Linked DNA regions of Zea mays: region 1 is linked to region 2. The links are chromatin contacts, called in public Hi-C maps. All regions are on one chromosome and are shown on one strand. The core of a region is the stretch at or near the end of the contact, and the rest is flanking DNA. Distances in the headings are between cores, read along the strand shown. Region 1 holds the start of LOC107457595 (P-loop containing nucleoside triphosphate hydrolase superfamily protein). Region 2 holds the start of LOC100282225 (ubiquitin-conjugating enzyme E2 E3).

Evidence for each region. A called contact is a pair of places that touch in the nucleus more often than the background predicts.
Region 1: a Hi-C map of tassel shows a contact between it and region 2, with 2.5 times the contacts expected there. The contact joins the promoter of LOC107457595 here to the promoter of LOC100282225 in region 2. A contact is called at or near these places in 3 of 25 Hi-C or Micro-C datasets (ear, leaf and tassel).

What each region holds. Positions count from the first base shown.
Region 1 is chr2:214,005,344-214,008,489 of Zm-B73-REFERENCE-NAM-5.0, forward strand. It overlaps LOC107457595 (P-loop containing nucleoside triphosphate hydrolase superfamily protein), which reads left to right and starts at 1,849. Exons shown (of 3, transcript NM_001321613.1): 1 at 1,849-2,244; 2 at 2,367-2,447; 3 at 2,541-2,924. The coding sequence starts at 2,425. The coding sequence ends at 2,772.
Region 2 is chr2:213,747,434-213,750,506 of Zm-B73-REFERENCE-NAM-5.0, forward strand. LOC100282225 (ubiquitin-conjugating enzyme E2 E3) reads left to right here and starts at 1,731. Exons shown (of 4, transcript NM_001155137.2): 1 at 1,731-2,049; 2 at 2,275-2,348. The coding sequence starts at 1,797. It overlaps LOC100192598 (putative O-Glycosyl hydrolase superfamily protein), which reads left to right. Exons shown (of 5, transcript NM_001137813.1): 4 at 497-524; 5 at 610-911. The coding sequence ends at 739.

The DNA of each region.
Region 1 (3,146 bases), core at 599-3,098, 260 kb after region 2:
ACACTGTCGGTACCCTGGAACAGGGGTACCCCTTACTATAGTATTAAGGCGCGGAAAACAGCGCCCAACCCCACCACGTGGCGCGACTCCGGGGCCGCCAAGTGACCAGAGTAGGTAACATATACCGTGATATTGTCAGTGGATCCGGACCCCCGTGAGAAAGTGCCGGACCCCAGCATACATGACCCGGGCCTCCGAGTACGACCCGGGACCTCCGTGTTCCCCCGAATGGGACCTGCACCCCTCTAAGTGAGGTCCGGGCCACCCTCGGCAAGATCCCAGGACGAAGAATACCCTGGCCTAAGTCAAGGACATACAGGGGTCCGGCGCAGACACTTGTCAGGGTCTTGCCCAGTGTGCTTCCGCTCCCTGCTCAGGCGGGGACCCGGTGCTGCCACGTGGCCTATTGCCCGTGACGTAAGCCGGCGGACAGAGCCTAACGTAAGGCCTCTGGGCCATGCGATCTATGCATTTATTGCGGAGAAGACGCGTCGCCTGTCCGCCCTACAAACAAGCGATGTGCCGTCTTAGCATTTAATGTGCCTCGTCCACTCTAATGGCAGGCGACGAGCAGACCACCCTACAGGCGGCGTGCCTGTCCAATCAGACATTGGGCAGTTCGCCCATACCGCTACACGTGCGATGGTCATCATGACTTATACGATGTCGGGGAACCTTCTGCTGCACGCCAACGCTACTCAAGCGGCGGATATCGGGGCACAGGGAGATTACACAAGGTGACTGACATTAGTTGCTCCGGGTATTCCATCCGTTATGTCCCTGGGCCCACATGTCGGGGTTCAGGGTCTTTGTACGTGCCCCCCTTGAGCTATAAAAGGGAGGGCACGTGACACAAATAGACTCAGACTCTCAACACTCAAGCTTCCATAGCAATCCAACACACAATGGAGTAGGGTACTACGCTCCGGCGGCTCAAACCACTCTAAATCCTCGCGTGTTCATGTGCTCGGTGATCGCTTAGCAAGATAGGCAAAAGGCTTAAGCCCCTTCCTCATCTTAGGATTTAGGGCGGGTGCATTCCGCCACCCGGTTGGAGAATTCCCTCTCCGATAGTAGTGCTATGCATTAATGGCCACGTAAGCCAGGTCTCTTTCAACCCTTTCCCTCTCTCAAACGGTCACTCAGACCGGTTGAGTGTTTCTTCTTAATCTCGAGGATCACTTAGACTCGCAAGGATCATCACACAATTTGGTGTCTTTTGCTAGCTTTACAAGTCACTTAAGAGTTTAGAAGGAGATGAAGAAAGAACGATTAAGAAAGCCACGCAGCAAGAGCAACAAGAAAAACACAAGATCACACTCTCTCTAGACTTTCCAAGGCACTAATCACTAATGATCACTAGTCATAATTATGGTACTTGGAGAAGCTTGGAAGCTTTGAATGTGTCTTGGGACGAAGTGCTTGCTCTTGTATTAGGAGCACTAATCACTATTGATCACTAGTAACAATCAGGATATCAATTTCTACTTTTTTCCTAAAACAAAGTTTAAACCTAAAAATATTAGGAGCTATTAGAGATGCTTTAAGATATGCATTTTTGCGTGCCTAGGTAAAGGAGAGCAAAAATGGATAGCCTCACTCACGCGCGGGAGCGACGGTTCCGAGACAGAATCTCTACTACTCTATAAGTCTACAGTGTAGGCGTCCACACTACTACACCATGCCCTTGTCCCGTGGTTCGCGTCCCTGCCCCGCTGACAGCCGTCGAGGATGCCATCCTCGCTCTTGCGTCCGTGATTCGCGCCCCCACCCGCTGACAGCCATCAGCGATCCCATCCACGCGTCGCGCCCCATCTGTGCCCCTCCATCGGCGCCCCACCCCAAACCACCTGTTTCGTCCCTCACCTCTGCCCCCAAATCCGAGCCACCACTGCCTGCCGCTCTTCGTCGTCCTCCGGACGCCCATGCTGTCGCCCTCTCCCCAACACCGTCGTCCTACCCCGCTGGAGATCCCAGCCGTGGTCCATGGAGGACGTGCGGCGCGACGAGGAGGTCCTGCAGCGGGCCAATGTTGTCGTGCGCGGGGACGAGGTGACGGCGGCGTTCTACGCGCATTGGTGATGGCTTCTCCACCGTGTTCCGCACGCACTTCTACTGCGCCGTCCGCGGGGAGCTCCGCACCGATGCCAAGGTGGCCGGCTTCGACGGGATCGTAATCTCCAGGAGCTATGCTGCCTCCACGCCACCGTCAAGCGCATCCTCGGCATCTGCTTCGGCCACCAGGTGCCAATCTCATACCCATCCAGATATAAGAAAGCTATAATGTACTTTTGAAATACAAGCGAATATTGATGTAGCATGCTGCTTGAGCTTAGCATACCTCTTTCTTTTTTTTTCTTTCGCAGCATAAGAAACACGACTCTTACGAAGCTCCTATCAAATCTAAGGAGCCTTTGATTTTCAATGTTGGATTCCGGCAATTTACGGTAAGGTAATAGAAGTTCAATTTTTACTGTTAGGAGATATATATTTATCTTTTGACCCTTGGAAGGTATCTCACTGCTCGTTTCTATATTTAGGCCATTGTTTTCATCCGACAACATCAACTGCAATAAACATAAGATGGAGAGATTTCTGCACCATGGCTGGTTTTCCGTTGCCTCTGTATATGCTTCAATTTCCTTCCTTCCACTTCCTCTAATAGTTTTGAAGAACAGAGATGGCGAGCAATCTACCATTGCAGCTGTAGGTTCGCTAAAAAGTGTGGATCCAAATCGGATCATTCTAAAGAAAATTGTTCTGACTAGGTAAGCTTGGGTGCATCTATCTTCACAAGGAAATTTTAGTTATGCAGAATTGTGTTGTTCGTTAAGATGAAAACCAACTCGAGTTGGTTTCATCAAGATATTTTTGTTATTTGTGAGCTTCAATGTATTCATTTATTGATTTAGGAAACAACCAAATTATTTGTGAGCTTCAATGTATTGGTGAGCTTCAATGTGTTCATGTACTTTAGGGTACGCTTGATGTGTGCAGTAATTACAATCAGTCTAAATACAAAAATAACACCTATTTGTTGTTGATGTTGTCATGTTTATTAATACATGCTTGCCTAGATTAATGATCGCACTGAGTTCACGTTGTAACTTGATGTGGATAGAGATGGTGGCAGATACATTGCTCCA
Region 2 (3,073 bases), core at 481-2,980:
ATTGATTACTTTACTTTGTAATGGTTCCAATAATTCCTTTTGTTTGCAAAGAATTTATATTTACTCTTAATGTCACATTTCAAAAGATAAAAAAATAGTGCTGATATGCTTCATGGGCCCAGGCCTTTTATCTGCTTAACCTAACCATTAGCTGCAGTATCTGTTTGATCTGCATTTTGCGTTGGCTATAACCTAAACCTTAGCTACCAGCACTCAATCTTATAGTCTGGAATTAGTCAAAATAGGATCACTGCTCGAGCTGTTACATTGATAAAAAATCAGTGTCCAAAATGCAATACAAGAGAAGCAATCTATGGTCACAACAACTCCTATCAGCATCCTGTGGTTATGCTTGTGCCTTTTTAGTTTATTATTATAAACTCAGTTTTTATTCTTAAATTTGATCTCTAGAAAACAAGGGTATTTAGTACACAAGTTCTTTTTATACCATGTTAATAATGTGAGCCCGATCTAAATTTCCCTGGATTTCTTGCAGGCCATGGTTCATGCGTTTTCGCTGGAAGGTAATTCCACTGCACCATTTCGTGTTATAGGCTCTAAACTTATTTTGTGCATTGTAATGACGATGTAATTTGCTCCTATCTGTAGCACTGGCGCCAACGGCGGAACGGCCTCTGGGCCTGTAAGCCCAGACAGTTTTGCTTCAAAATCCAAAACCTGCTGGTTGACTCACCTAGTAGCCACATTGTTGCTGCCCATTCTATTTGTAGTGATGTAAAACATTGTAACCATGTCACATTTTGGATGAGATGCCCGCAATTTATCGTGGATCTTGTCATTAGATACTGTAGTGACTAGTGACCCATTTGGGTCTGCTGTATTCAGGTAGATGCCATGTAATCTTATCCCAAGATTTGTTGGCCTAGGAATCAGTATTTCGTCAAATCATCAATTTTGACTGTCAACTCGGAAAATTGAGCTGTGACAATCCGAGACCTCTCTGAAATGTTGAAACTTGGAAGTTCCAAATGATTTGTACACCTGCATAGTATTTAGATTTTCAGCCGTATGCATATGGTTTAAGTGAACTGCTGGTTGGATATTTTGGGGTATATCTCAAGTATTTTACAGCAGTTCATACGTAGCAGCTCATGTGTCTGCAAAGCAAAATAGAATGCAGATGGGAGACAGAGAAGACCGACACGAAGGGAAAAAGGTTATCAATGCAGCCATGCAATCCTTTGTGAAATTTGAAGTTAGGTTTATGCAACGTCACAGGAGATAGCATTATAATCTATCCATCGTTATGTTAAGGCTGCACACAGCTCCTAAATAATCTGCAAATTTGGCACACTACAGGTACTCATTCAGTAATATACTGACGGATAACGATAACGAGCACGTATCAGATTCCCACACACAAAGTTATTGTTACAAGCACACAACAGTTTACCAGAGCAAAGTACACATCAGATTTGCTTGTTCCATTTCCGAAGCACAAGTCTACAGGTGTCAAACAAAGTTTGAATCATTGAAAGCACATCAGATTTTTGTGCTCCAGCAATCTGTGCTACTACTGAACATTCAGTGTAAGTATAGGCCATTTCACTTGTACCATTGGTCCACAAAAGACCATAGTTAGCCCTGTCCAAAATACCACTCGTATATAATTAGCATGTAAATACCACTCTAGTCTTGGGTTTCCATTCCACCCAATGTCTTCACGGGTGGAAACCCAATGCCTTTGGGTGGGAACGCTGGCAGCCATTAGATCTTCTTTCGACGGTGGATTTCGACAGTAAAGTCCCGCGGGCCGCGGTGACTTGCCGGTGGGCATGTCCTCGTCCTCTTCCTTCCCCACCTCCCGCTTCCCCTTCGCCGCCGGCGCCAGGGCCCCCGGCAGCAGACGCGGTGCCGGTGGAGGCGGGAGCAGCGTGCGGCCGTGGGGGTCGACCGGCGGGACGTCGGTGTCTTCATCTGGGAAACGGATACAGAAGGAGCTGCTGGACCTCAACGCCTCCGACTGCTCCGCGGGGCCCAAGGGCGACAACCTGTACCACTGGCTCTCCACCATCTTCGGGCCCCAAGGTAAGAACTCCCTCCTCTACGCTTCTCGATTCGTTAGAGGCAGGTGAAACCTCGTGGAAATTTTACTGCACTAGATGGCAGTTTCACTTCAACTAGCTGTTTTTTTTAAAAAAAAAAATAATGGCTGCTGCTATTTTTAGAGTAGGTGCTGTAAGTTGGGTTGTCAAATAAGCATGGGTTATAAGTAAGTGCGGGTTGAATTGACACATAATTTACGTCTTGCAGGATCGCCATATGAACGAGGGATATTTTTCCTTGACATCGTGTTTCCTCGTGATTATCCCTTCAAACCTCCCATGGTAAGAATTCACATTTTTATGTGACACTGGTTGTTGAATTGTGCTGCGAAATCTCCGTTAGTGCCTTAGTACAGAAAAGTTTTTTGATGTGCCCTGAAAAGCAAAAAGTTAAGCTCCAACTTGACATTTCCCCTCTTCTCGTTATGCATACCTTCTACCTAATCCCATGATTCATGCTTCTTGTACTCTTTTTCAATGGACAAGCTTTAACTAATTTGTATGTCGTGCTGGGTTGTGATGATTGGTGCCTGTGACTGCCAAAGTACTAGAAAGTACCTTTAAGAGTAAATCAAGTGGGCGGTCAGAAGAGTTAGGTTATTAATAGTTTCAAGTTCTAGTTCTGATTGTTCTACCCTTGGGATCCTGAATTTACATTATAACTCTTCCTAGGAAACTGAATAAAAATCCGTGCACACAGAGTATTAACAGAATGATGACTTCAGTATGCTTTATACAGTGCAGAGGGACTATTCTCCTTGAAGTCTTATATCCATAAAATTTCAACTGTCATCTATCATATTAAAAAAAAACTCGGCCAGAGAGGGAAAGACCGTCCTCCCGGTATTATATTAAGAAGAGACCGAAAATGGTCCCAGCCAAGAAAATCCCCGAACCCTGGCCCCCCATCACTAGCGGGCCGTCACCCGCCACTCTGCAATGGCCTAGCCGGATGGTGGCGCGTAGGACGTAACCAGAGAGCAGACGGGGGCACAACGAGGGGATTT